Linked DNA regions of Gossypium arboreum: region 1 is linked to region 2. A link is a contact called in public Hi-C data. All regions are on one chromosome and are shown on one strand. Each heading gives the region's core, a stretch centred on a gene start, on an enhancer-like site or on the middle of the called end of the contact. The rest is flanking DNA. Distances are from core to core; before and after follow the strand shown. Region 1 holds the start of LOC108473185. Region 2 holds the start of LOC108472589.

Region 1 (6,821 bases), core at 1,390-3,889, 200 kb after region 2:
AAAGGTATGTTAAGAATTTTTAATCATTTTTTTTGAAAAAAAAAAGGACAAAACAGAGGAGTAGCTAAAGGGCTGGTATGGGCCCAGCCCCTCTTAAAATGTAAAATTATATTTTAGGCTCTTGAAATTTTTTAAAAATTTTAAATTAATAAAGGTAAAATTACACTTTGGCCTCCTTAAAATTATAAAAATTTAATTTAATTATTTACAAATTATAAAAATATGAACTATAAAAAATTAAAATTTCATCCGGCCCCTAAAAACTTTTCTGGCTTCACCCTGGGACAAAATTGCTCACTTCTCGATAATTTGAGGGTTAGACCTACAAGAGAATATGTGAACTGTTAAAATATTGTGGGTTTTAAATATTTAAAATAGTCAAATAAATTGTAATTATACCGGATATGATTTTTGTTTTACTTTTGGTTAGTTATAAATTATTCTTTATTTTATATTTAATTAATTTACAACATATGTTTAATGAGTTTTTTTACTCATGCTATTATATTAGAATCAAATGTAACATATGTGTAATAAAAATGTGGGGAATTAAAATTAGTTTTTTTAAGAAAACTATTAAAATATTATATCAATAACGTATTTATATTTAAAATGTTATTTTATATTATATAAATAATATATCATATATCTAGGGCGTAGTCGGGGGTTGGCATGGGCCCCGCTCCCCTCTAAAATAGAAAATTTTATTTTAAGTCCTTAAAAATTTTTAAAAACTTTAAATTAATAAAGATAAAATTATACTTTGGCCCCCCTAAAATTATGAAAATTTAATTTAATCCTTTACAAATTATAAAAATATAAACTATAAAAAATTAAAATTTCATTTGGCCCCTCCTAAAAAAAATTTCTGACTTCGCCCCTATATATATTCTAATTTTTTTCACATCATGTTTATATTTTCTTGTAAAATGATAGATGGAAGAGCAAAGAAGGTTAATTCTTGAATATAATATTATTTTAGTCAGACGGCTTGACATTGACTGGAATTTAATGTTTTCATCTATAATTAACATTGTTAATTGTTGAATGAAAATTCCACATATACGAAGCTTCGATTCAAACGACTGTATAATTATAATTTTTATAAAATTATAATAAAAGTCTTGCTCTACGGTCTACCCTGAGCAAATCAAATATGACCATATGAAAACAAAATATAATTATACAACACTACAAACACATGATACAAAAACAAAAAGTTATAAGAGTATTATAAAATTATATTATTTGTTTATGATATTAAATGTTTGTAACCACTTTAAATATATTGTGTTTGAATTATAACAAAAATAATTATTAACGTATTATAATATTTTGTTGATATTGAGATTAAAATATTTATTGTGTTAATGAAATTTATCCTTTACCATCTATTATGAGTGTTTACTATTGTTTTTTCTCCCTCTTTTCTTCTGATCAAAATTAAAAAAATTGGTAAGAAAAGGGGACAAATTCCTGAGCTAGTTGTGCTATTACAATTTTATGAGTGGAGCAAAAATTCCCGATTGCGAACACAATCTCTTTGTTTCCACAGCTGCCATATCATGACTCCAACTCGCCCTCGCTATTTCCAACATTGCCAACTATCCAACCCATAATTTTGGTGATTCATACAATAATCTTTAACAAGTTATATTTAGATTTAGGTTGAGATTTTTCCGAATTTACACTATCGTTTGATTATGGCGAGACACGTGTGATTCAATATCAATTTATAGTTGTATTGATATTTGTTAAATTAAAATTGGTTGAATGTTTAGAGATTAGAGAGTAATTGCAAGAAAGTTAAGTAATACCATACTAAATACAGCATTGAAACATTCAGCCTTGATTTAATAGCTAATAAAATTCCTTGTTGGATCCGTATGGAATTGGCCTTTCTTGGATTTCAAAACTTTAAAAAGTCAAGGGCTCTTCCATGAGTAAAGTAATTATATTTGGATGCCAAACCCCTTGGCCTTTTATATACATTGAGCTTGTCCCATATAATGAATGTATTACAATCAATTACGGTCAATAAATAAATACAACTTCAACTGCCGCAATATCACGGTAGCTATTTTAACCTATCGCAGCCACCAGGTCTCACGCTGCCTGCTATCATCCAAACAACAATATTTGAAAAGGAGGACTTCCATGCCGGAAACTAGTTGCCGGGGAGCTGTTAAAGAAGTGCGACAGAGAGGGCAGGTGGAATGCCGGTATCCGACCCATCTATCCAAGCAAACTTTATGGAAAACATGGTCACATCTCAACTCTGGAATCTCATCGTCTTCGTCGATCTTACATAAACATATAGCACATTCAACTTCTTCTTCATCATCACCCGCGCCTTGCTTGCAGCTGTAATTCCGGCACCCTAGCTTGAAATCTTCGCCACCAATGGGTGCAGGTATTTGATAAGGGAACAAACAGTAACGAAGCAACAAATGCCAGGCCCATTTCACAACCGAAAACATTGAAAGAAGAGAAACCAAGTACTTTCCTAGTTTGTCAATCGCCATGGTTGAGTGGTGGAAAGAAAGTGATGAATATGATGAAGCAAACATTGCGATATGGGTTTTTGTTTTTGGGAGAAATGAGATGGGTTAGAAAAGGGTGGGAAATGAAGGGTTATTTATAGAGTATTGTATTCAGAAATGGTTGCTCTAATTTACTTACTGCTGAATTATCCCCCAATCCATTCAAAGGGAGGACTTTTAGTGAACATTAGCAGACAAAGAAAATATTACTAGTTTATATTTTTATTTAAATATTGCAATGTGTGTGATTTTTGAAGTAAAATATTATTAACAGTCCGAGTTTGATTTTCCTTTTTTTTTTTTTAAAGAAAAAAATGTTGGAGATAATTAAAACAGTCTACGTCACCAACAGCATATTGGAACTTCAGCTCTTCTTGGGTTATATATTTTACATACCCTTTAAATATTAGAATTAGAATTAGACTTTGCACATAATTTTTAAAGTCTTTGTAATTACAATGAAAATCATAACTAAAATCATGTTCCCACTTAAATTTAGAATAATTTGTAGTATGTTATTTGCTACTAACCTTGCTCGATATTGCTAAATTAGCATTAACAATAATATTTAAAAGAGAATAAATTTTAAAATGAGTTACAAATATTTTTACCATTAATTTTAAAAGATATATATATAAATCACTAGAGTTTTTAATTCTATAAGTGATGTTAATATACCATCGTGTGTCACATTTATATATATTAAAAAAATATCTGCTATAATATTAATGAAGTTTTAAGCTCCACAAGTATAGTTAAGGGATTAACAAGTGTTTTATAAAATATAATAAAATATTTTAAAAATATGTGATAATTTTTAAAATTATTTCTGAAATAAAAAATTTATACTAGCAATATACCAAATACTAACTCTTTTTTAAATATCAATTAAGAATACTTATTTAATTAGCTTTTGAAAATAAAAATAAAATTCACCTATATATACCAAATAATTCTCTTTTAAATTAATTTGATAATAAATTCCTTTTAAGAAGCACTAATTTTATACAATATTTCATCCCACAAAGTTTTAAAATTTTTATTATAAAACCATAAATGTAGTTGCTTGTAATTACACAGGATGACATATTTAAGCAATCATTATAATTGATAGGTCTCACTAAATTTAATGTAATTGAAGTACCTAATTACACTTTCCAACTTTTAAGAGAAAGAATGAGAATTTAAATAATTATTCCCAAATTCAATTACCCTATATTTTCAAAACTGTCATACATGACTTTTACATATGACTGTATCATTGCTGCTTAAAATTTTTTTACGTAAATTGAAACTCTTTTCAACCACATTAATATTCAATTACACCATCCACATTTCTTTTTAGAAATGTTTCCACAAATAAATTTAATTACTTATAATTATTAATAGCACAAATTGCAACTGATACAAAAAAAAACAACTCAAAGGGTCCAACCCATTGAAGCATGAGAATAGAATGATTATTTTAAATACTAAAATTTTATCACACATGTAAACTTATAAAATAACATATTTAGAATATAAAGATTTATGTGTTTGAAAAATATATGATAAATAATAAATGTATGTTTTGAAATTGATAAATAATAATACATGAAATATGTACGATATTAAAATGAAATTAAATTGTGAGTAAAATGAAATCTAAACACATAATTACATCACATTAATAATACTAAATTGTTTATCACGGTCTAGCCACCAATCTTGAGTTGGTATCGAGTTAACTTATGACACCAATTCAATCAACAATCTTATTAATACAAAAAAATTATTACATGAATGTATGTGGAAACTACATATTTAGAACACAGATGTATGTTTAAAAGTAACATACAATAAGTAATGAAATGTATAGTTTGAAACTAATTAATAATAATATATAAAACATGTACGATCTTGTAACTTCCCCAACCCAGCCTAAACATTAGACCTTAATTTAGAAGATTACATTAGCCACCGAAGTGACCTAGTAAGCTTATTGGAGTTTTAAAACTGTCATTTTAAGACATTTGTTTAGTTTAGTAGAAAACTTAGTTTAAATATCGATTTATTATTTCTAACATTTTAATTATAGTTTAGCAGCGGAAAAAGACATTATTTATTTATGTTTTTAATAGAAACCGTGTTTATGCATAACTAATTATTAAACGTCACTCGATATCCTAAAATTCAAATTAAATTTCATGCAATATGAAAACAAACTCGAATCCTAAGTCTTAAGACACAGTTTGAAATAAAATCATAATACATACTTGAATAATGATAGTTGAAATAAATCAAATAACGAGCCTAAAATAATTTTATAAATTAAAATCCTAAGCTGGGACCCACTAGATTCCGTGCCCGCATCCTAACCTGGTGGATTATCTTAGAAGATGAAAAATAAAATGAGTGAGCTATGAAGCTCAATGTGAGTTCCATCACAAGATAATCTGTGCAACCGATTAGCATACGAAATCACATCACATATAAGAATTCATAACAACATATTTGGAATATGATATTAACAAATTAACATCATGTTTATATATGTACTTATATATATCATCTCAGAAATCTCAAAAAATGTTAGTGCATGCTTTTGTGAATGCAACATAGATTCAGATTTAACACAAAAGATCCTACCCCACCGCTACACAACATAAGAATTCCCTAGAACTCATTCATCCCTATACACCAGGTTGTGGATAAGCCACAAATTTGTAGGTTAATATGTTGCCAGATGGTTGAGAATACACAACATAAATGCATGAGAGCTATCAGATAATAGGTGGCCGAACCACTAGTGTTGCAGCTTAATACACTACCAGATGGTTGTGAATGCACAACTTAATTGCAGATAAAAGTTGTCAGATAATATGTGGATGAACCACCAAAATTGCAGATTAGTATTCTACCAAAGCTTCCTCCTTTCAAAACATCTCGTCCCATGCAATAAAATATGACATACTTATAAAAAGGATATAACGGAAATAGATACTTATAAAAAGAATATAACGGAAACAGATACTTATAAAAAGAATATAACGGAAACAGATAACATGATTATAAAAAATCAAGAATTGCACCAATAAATATACTCTCATCCACTCTGTACAACAACCAAAACATGTGCTTTTCAAGGATCCAATCTAACGGTATCATAAGGCATGTACGAACAGTTCACAAATACAAATACAATATGCATGTTTATTCACAATTCATGTAGTCATATAAATATAATATTAATTTAGTGAATTAGATCATGAATTTTAGCATAATTCATCTTATTAGGAACTCAATTGAGTAAAAAAAGACATTGAAAATAGTTCGGGAACCATTAAGGGACTAATCTGCATAAAACATAAAATTTTGGATAAAATTGTTAAATTTGAGAAACATGGGACACACGGCCGTGTGACCGGACCATGTAGGAAGCCTTGGACTGCGTGGAGGGGTAGACGGTCGTATGGCTAGGTCTTCTAACAGGCTGAGGCCGTGTGGAAATTGTAAAATCAAGGTGCAAGGAAGACATAGCTGTGTGCCAGGCCGTCGAATTCCTAGGGTTTCAAAGGAAACATGGCCGTGTGAGGGGATCGTGTGGCCCTATCTCGAGGCACGATTTGCCTCAATTTGCTTGTAGAGAAACACACACCTAACATCAAGGTCTCGTGTAACGCTCTAAATTATCTATTTTTGTTTCAGTAAATATCTGACCCAAATGTATATCTGCTTCAGTGGTTAAGTGTTCTAGGTGTGTCTAAGAGGTTCTAAGTTTAAGCTCTACATTTGGCAAATTTTGTTATTTTTGGAATTAACTGTAACACCCCTAACCCGTATCCGCTGCCAGAACAGGGTTTCGGAGCATTACTACCATTTACAGATCACTAAAAAAAATTTAAATACTTACCGATTCAATGCATCATATAAATAAATATATTACCATTCAATCAACAGTTTGACAGTTGTATAAGCATCAAACAGCAACATTGTTAGTATACTTGCACATATCTCATATAAATTCAACACTGATATATCTATTTTCTCGACATATCGCACTTGAGTTTAATAATAGTCTCAATTACATAATTTCCTTGTATCAACATATCAAAGATAATCATATATGTACATGTCATGAAACATATCATGCTCTTACCGTTTCTTCATAAGCATATATCATTCATTTCATTATATCAATATTTCATGCTCCATCATTTCCATATATTTTATGTATATTTATTAGGTAATAGCTTATATCAAACTTAACATAAATTATATTTCATGTACTTGTACTTA
Region 2 (7,266 bases), core at 3,467-5,966:
ATTCAAGTCATTAATTCATGCATATTGGCCGGCCACTAATTCCTATTTATGGCTAAATTGCAACCTTAATATTCCATAATATAAAAACAATCATAATTTGGCCCTTATAAATTAACCCTTAAATTTTTCATTTTACGCGATTAAACCCTTTTTCATCAATCGACCTCCAAACACTAAAATTTTTAAACGAAACTTTCACAAAAGCAACTTCACACATTTTAAACATAGAAAATAATATTTAAATATTATTTTGACTCAGATTCGTGGTCCCAAAACCACTGTTCCAATTAAGGTCAAAATTGGGTTGTTACATAAAATACATTAAACTAAAGGTAGAAATGCCTTACAACCAAGGTACAAGGATTGAAAGTGCAAATAAACCGAAGCTACATTGATAACTAACTTAAGTAACACTAAGAACATCAAGAACAAGAAGTAAATGCAGAAATCCAAACTCTAAACTAAGAAAGAAGAGAAAATGAAAACCCTAGAAAAAGTACATAAAAACTAAGAGAAATATAAACTTAAAACTAAGCTAATGTGTGTGTGTGTGTGTGTGTGTGTCTCCTCAGCCAATTTTGGCTATTTAGGCTGACTTCTAATGAGTTTTTGTTACCAAAAATGTCTCTACACGGGCCATGAGTGATTGGTGGATTGGGTGGACAAAGACTACCCTTTTTGTCCAATTCACGATGTTGATTTTGTGATTCTCAAAAGAGGATATTGTGATACCTCGAGCAGTTTTAAGCCTTGAAGTCTTCTTTGTAAGGTGGATATCACCATACCCAAAGTGGATATCACAACACCATTAAAAGGTAGTCTCCAATTTTTAATACTGTTAGAGGTATCGCGATCCCAAGGTGTGGATATTGCGATACCCTTTTCTTTGATTCTGTTCTTACTTGTTTTCAACCTTCAACACGTTCCTACACCACTCAATCACACATTAGGCCTTTCAATGACACTATTGGCCAAATTGTGTCACAAAATGAGCAAAAACAATACATTTTCACTTATTAACTTAAAATCTAAAAATTACAAAAAATAATGCAAAAGAAGTTATTTTGCTTGAGAATAAGCTTATTAAGTACACCGAGAAAACCTAATTTGCCACACCAATTTATGGTAGATCATTTCCACTCTATGAGAAGATGGTTGCATTGATGACCCATCTCGATAAAACAATGATGTGGTTGGTATTTGTGACACTATTGGAGAGTAATCATACGGTGTCGCAAAACTCAAATATGTCAGTATTAACTCAGGCATCGACACTAGCATCAGTGATGATATATGCGTCGGCTTAGCATTTGCTTCGGTATCAATATTGTCATAGGGGCATAGAATGCGGGGGATGGAGGAACCCCGAAATATGTACTTGCGGGAGAGGTAGAAGCAGAGTGCTACAGTGGTGCATAGTGTGGTTCTTGTGAAAAAAATGAGGTTAGTGAAATGAACAGTAATAAGTGAGTGAATTGACTGGGATGTGGTGACTGCATCGATGACACTTGTTGTGTTAGAGCCGGTAACAAACCTGCTGCCTGACCGCATTCAAACCTACGCTGCTAGGGTGATCATTGTAGCCTCTTCTGACAAGGTTGGCTACTCCTCGCTCCACTGACAACAGATATGGCTTGCTGGTGACTCTGAACCACGAAAAATATTCTAAATAGGTTGTTGTGTTCGATGAGAAAGAGGGTTTGCACATGGGTAAGAATTCCTTCCTACAATCCCAAACATCAATAAACTCCTTATGGTATTCTCACCAATCCTTGCCAGTCTTCCCTTGCAGATCCAACTTGTGCAATGCTTCTATATCTCGCGATGGCAACGAAATTTGTTGCCTCTACCCAAACTACCACATTACATGATCCGATTTGTGCATCTCTATCATTTTGTAGACTATTAATGCATCTTTGCGTCTCATATCCTTTGAACGGCAAAAAAACTCTAGCAGAATGCATTCTATGATATCTGGATCAGCGTATGACATCCATTCAAATTGTAGTGAACAATTGTAAATTTTGTTATGTATGAAATTTTAAATTATAAACCGTTGTGTAATTATTATAGGTTTGAAAAAAATCAATAACTAACCTTGACTTCCGATCATTGATCTAACTTAAGCAGGATATCTTCGAGTTGCTCCGGTAGTCTCACGTAACTCGGCCCATGATTCCACCTATTCAAACAATATGTTAATTTAAACACATAATAAATAACACTTACTATACAAACTATGTATTTATTATGAAATGATTTTTACCTTGTCACCAATGGGAACGTATATGAGTTGTTCACTCGGGGACATAAAAATGGTAGTCGTCATCAAGCCTATGACTGCAGCAAGAGCAAACAACCACCGATTGACATTTTATCCAGTTTTGTCACCCGAAACAACTCCTGCTACAATGTGACCAACATGGTTGATTCCCAACTGAGTCGTTTTCTTTCTTTGAAGTTGGCTAGGCATAGTAGCCACCTTATGTGCACCAAATTTTGAGATTTAATGGGATGCCCCCGATTAACCTGAAGATGAATGCTCGAGTGTATTGTTCTTTGACGACATCAGGTGCATCCTTAGAAAGATCTTTGAAATTGGTTTCCAACCACTTAATATGTATCCGGCCACCATAAAACCTATTTGACACTTTCCCCAAAAATGTCTCACAAAGATCCTCTTTACCAGGAACGACTGTTGACCCCATGACGGCTGGCCCATCCACCGGTAAACTGAGTTGTAAAGCTACGTCCTCGAGTGTGATTGTACACTCGTCGCATGGAAGATGGAAAATGTGTCGTTTTCGTACAACATAAAACCATGACAGTCTATACCACTTCAGTACAGCTTATACGAATTAAGATATTTTTTTCGATAGTAAATCGGAACAATAAATTTTAGGCTCCATTAAAGTGTAAATTTTGATTAATACTAGTTATATCGATTGGTTTTGTCCGTACTAGTCGGCACCAAAAGTTGAAATTTAAAATATATTTTAATTTTATTTATAATTTATTTGTAAAATTATATTTTAAATTTAATTTTTATTATTTATTTTGAATTTATTGAATTATGAATTGTTTTTTAAAATGATTTATGAATATGGATAGTATAGGATGATTTCGTTGTTTAATTTATGGAATAGTTTTGTTGTTTGCTTCTTTTGAGTTTATTAAACGATGGATTGTAGTTGTGAATATTTTATATAATGGAAAAGTGCATATTTTAGTATATTATAATTTATATACAGTGAGACTTGAATTCATGTCACCAACTTTTTTAAGATTTTTACTTTTATATTTGAATAAAACTTTATTTTTTATAAATATTTTATATTTGAGATTTATTGAATCTTATAATTAAATATTTGTAAATACTTTTATATACATAAATCAATAGTTTTTTAAAAACAACAATAAATCAAATACAGTACACTAAAACATATGGATATCCATACCTACCGGTGTTTTAGTGTTTGGCTATGGCTTTTCTCTATCCTAAACTATTTACCTTTACTTTCAACTTGATCATCTCTGTCCCAAACTATTACCGGTTCAATTTTAGTTTAGTTTGTAGTTGATAAGGTTAGAGAGAGCTTCACAAGAAAATTCATATGGAAGGCGAAAGATGAGCAAACTTGAAAATAAAAATCATATTTGGAGTTATTGATTTATTTATTGCCGAAGTTGAATAGAGCATTTTGATGGTGGGGAAGTGTAAGATGAAAAATGTAAAACAAATACTGAATCTGGAAACATGATGTTTATTTTCATAATCTGGAGATATAACTTTCCCAAATTACAAAAGCAGAACAGAATATTCTGCAACTACTTCCAATCCCATTCCCAAAAACCAATTTCCTACCCTTTCTATGACAGAATCCAACATCTATCTTCTCTGCCAACTAAAAACAAAAACAAAAAAACACAAAAGAATCATATTTTCCAACATGCCAAACATCCATTTAACTGCACAAAATAACCCTTGTCAACCCTAGAACCAGGCATGAAACAGTGAAGAAAAACAATGTCACAAAGTCCCTAGCAGACCATTTCCTCACAGCCTTGGCTTCCACCCTCAAACTCTTAGCCCTTCTAAGAGCATCCACCTCTTTCAACAAATCAAACTCCACTCCTTTCTTCTTCAACTCCTCCACACACTTACCCAACAGCTTCCCATCCTCTTTTTCCCTTTCCAGCAGCTTCTCCAAGTGCCCTTCCACATCGGTTTTATACCTAACAGCCCAAATGATCCCCATGGAGCATAGTAAAGAACATAGAGATGGGATCCAAGACCTGTGGCAGGCACCCACAGGAGAGTCCCGGGAAGAAGAGTTGAAGAGGAGGAGAAGAGAAATGGAGTGGAAGAGGAAGAAGAAGATGTAAAGCTGCGTGATTTCTTTACGGACGGAGTCGATTTGAGTCTCCTTAAAGGATATTCTGTTGAGAATCAGTTCTTCTTCTTTCAGCCATTGTTTCAAAAGCAACCTGTGGGTTGGTGTTTCCGCAATTTGGTGAAGTGGGTGTGGTGGTTTTGGCAGAATGATTGATGGGTTTGAGCTTTGATCCGCCATGGATCTGTACAAGAGAAAGATGGAGATTTCAAGTGAAAATGATGAAAAATGTTGAAGAAAGAGAGTGTTTTGAAGGGAGAAATAATGGATTTCGGAGTTCTTTTCTCTGGTTTTCCCCAACGGTCGAGAGAATTTTTTAATTTAAATGCTTGCAACGGTCGACTTGGGAATTTAAAATTTCTTAATTCTTTTTCAGGAATATCATTTGGCGGTGATTGGAACGTTCAGGAGCGTGTGACATTTTGCCAACGTCTATTTTTAACAACGATTCAAATTGAGGTAAGCACAATTACAAAATTGTCCCATAAAAGTTACTATATCTCGAACTTGACACTGAGCAGAATAAAAATTTTATGTTATTCCATATTTACGGTTTTGCCATTTCGATTTTGAACTCCGTCATCGCCCATCTCCTCTAATATAGTATATAAATTTATTGTAAATAATTTTTTTCTTTAATAAATAATTAGTATTTAATGCAAATCATTTAATAATTTTTTTTATATCTTTAATTATTGATTTATGTTTTATTTAAATAATTGTTTTATTTCAAAATAATACTACATCAACCCATTTTAAATTACAAAATGATAATTATTAATTAATCATATAAAATATCTTTTGTAATAGGCTAATTTTAGCCCAGATTAAAATAATAAATAAAAATGAATAAATAAACAGTCCAGGCCCAAGTCATATCCCAAATTACAATAGTCCATAGCCCAACAACAAATTTGACCCAAACCTAAAACCTAGCCCAGAAATACAAGGCCCAAATGGCCCAAAATTAAAACACTAACAGAAACCCTAAGGTTTCTCCCCCTTGCGCCGCAGCCAAGCCCCAGCCTCCATGCGCCCACAGCCACGACCGCCTCGCCACGTAGCCTCTCCGTACCTCTGTACAATGCCAGCAAATGCCGTACCTACAGAGAAAACAAACAACCACAACAGCACAAAGAAGTAGCAAAAAAGCTTGTATTTTATTTATTTATTTTGGTTTGGCTATAAAGCCAAAGAGAGGAGAACTGTAATTTTTTACGCGTATTGAATTAAAAAGCAACCAAAAATTATCAAAAGGTGATTTTCAAATGCTTTATACTTTCTTTCTTTTCAATCTGTTTTCTTTCTGGATTTTGTATGTAGTTTTAGCATAAGAAAATGAAAAGGAGAAGGCTTACCTTCGCGAACGAGCCATCGGAGTCCTTATCTCCTTCGTCGAAATCGAAGCTTGAGATGGGATTGTGGGGCTGAAATCGACAACCCTTAAGGCTAGGTTCTAAACGGGGGAAGCCACTGCATGCCATCATCCACCGATTATAGTGGTGGAATGGTGGTTGGACGGCGGACCGAATGAGGGAAAACATTTAGGATTTTCCATTTTTTCCCTTTTCTTTGCTGAAATGTTTAAGTTTTTTTAGGATTATTTTTTTTCTTTTTATAGAAGACACGAAACGACGCCGTTTAAGGCATGATTCAATGGCCTTGAAACGACGTCGTATAAGCCTCATCTGACCCAACCCAATTCAGTGCCTCTAGGATTCGCGTGTTTCTGTGGAGAGGGGATATTTTTGCAATTAGTCCTTCCTGTTTGCATTGTTATTTGATTGAGTCCTTTTTTGTTTCTTTCGTTTTTTATTTTTTTTTCCTGAGATTTGTACGCAGTTTTAGTTTAGCCTATAGTTAAACACTGCATTTTGGAAGCTGGAATATTTCCAGTTTTGATCCCTATACATTCACACGCATTGCGCTTTAGTCCTTGCTGGTTTATTTTATTTATTATGTACCCTTTTAGTTTAATTTTATTTTAATTGAGTCTTTTTAATTTGTATAATTCATTATATTTTTAAATTCATTTAACATTCATTTTTGTAATTTCTTTTTTATATATATTTTGAGTTACTTTGATAATTTTACTTTGTTCTTTATAAAATCATCATCTTAAAGTTCCTTTTATATCATATTATTTTAAAATTTTGTATAATATTTCATTTAAATGTTCTTATATATTATTATACATATATAGTTCATGATAAAGTTGATTTTATTCTATATACATTATTAATTCCATGTTATATTATACATATAATTTCTTCTAAATCTATTTATATATATGTTTTTTAAATCTATTATGTATATAGTTCATTCCCTAATAACATATTTTATTATACATTTTGTTATTTAAAAACCTTACATATTTTATATATTATTTAAATTATTTTTTATTGTATGTATATTGTCAACCTCAAATAGATGTATCATCTTTTAAAATATCTTGCACATTATTTGATTCAATTTCTTCTTTTTATAACATGTATTTTAATAATTATTTAGGTATTATTAGTTTTTTTTATTTTATTTTATGCATGTAAATTATTTCAAATTTTAGCATGTATTATCCATTTGCAATTTTTTCATATAGCTTTTAAATTGTTTTGTACCATATTGGCTCCTAGTCTACGTATTGTTTCACATGTTATGTGTAGTTTTTAGTTTTCATGTTGATTAATATATTATCGCTTTATATTGTCTATTAGACTTTTGTGGTACTTTCTTAATTTTATTTATCTATGTATGAAAGCTTGCTATGGTTTTATTTGGATCTGTTTCTTTAATTAGCAATATTTCTATTTTTCATTATTTAAATTATTAATGTTTGGATGTGAGCTCATTATTATTGTATGTTTGCAAATTT

The links. Hi-C and Micro-C count contacts between places; a contact is called where the count stands out from the background.
Region 1: a contact with region 2 is called in a Hi-C map of leaf, with 1.7 times the contacts expected there. The contact joins the promoter of LOC108473185 here to the promoter of LOC108472589 in region 2. A contact is called at or near these places in 2 of 5 Hi-C or Micro-C datasets (both in leaf).

What each region holds. Positions count from the first base shown.
Region 1 is chr1:106,564,001-106,570,821 of ASM2569848v2, forward strand. It overlaps LOC108473185, which reads right to left and starts at 2,640. Exons shown (of 1, transcript XM_017774722.2): 1 at 1,874-2,640. The coding sequence starts at 2,570. The coding sequence ends at 2,088.
Region 2 is chr1:106,360,814-106,368,079 of ASM2569848v2, forward strand. LOC108472589 reads right to left here and starts at 4,717. Exons shown (of 1, transcript XM_017774133.2): 1 at 3,745-4,717. The coding sequence starts at 4,574. The coding sequence ends at 3,966.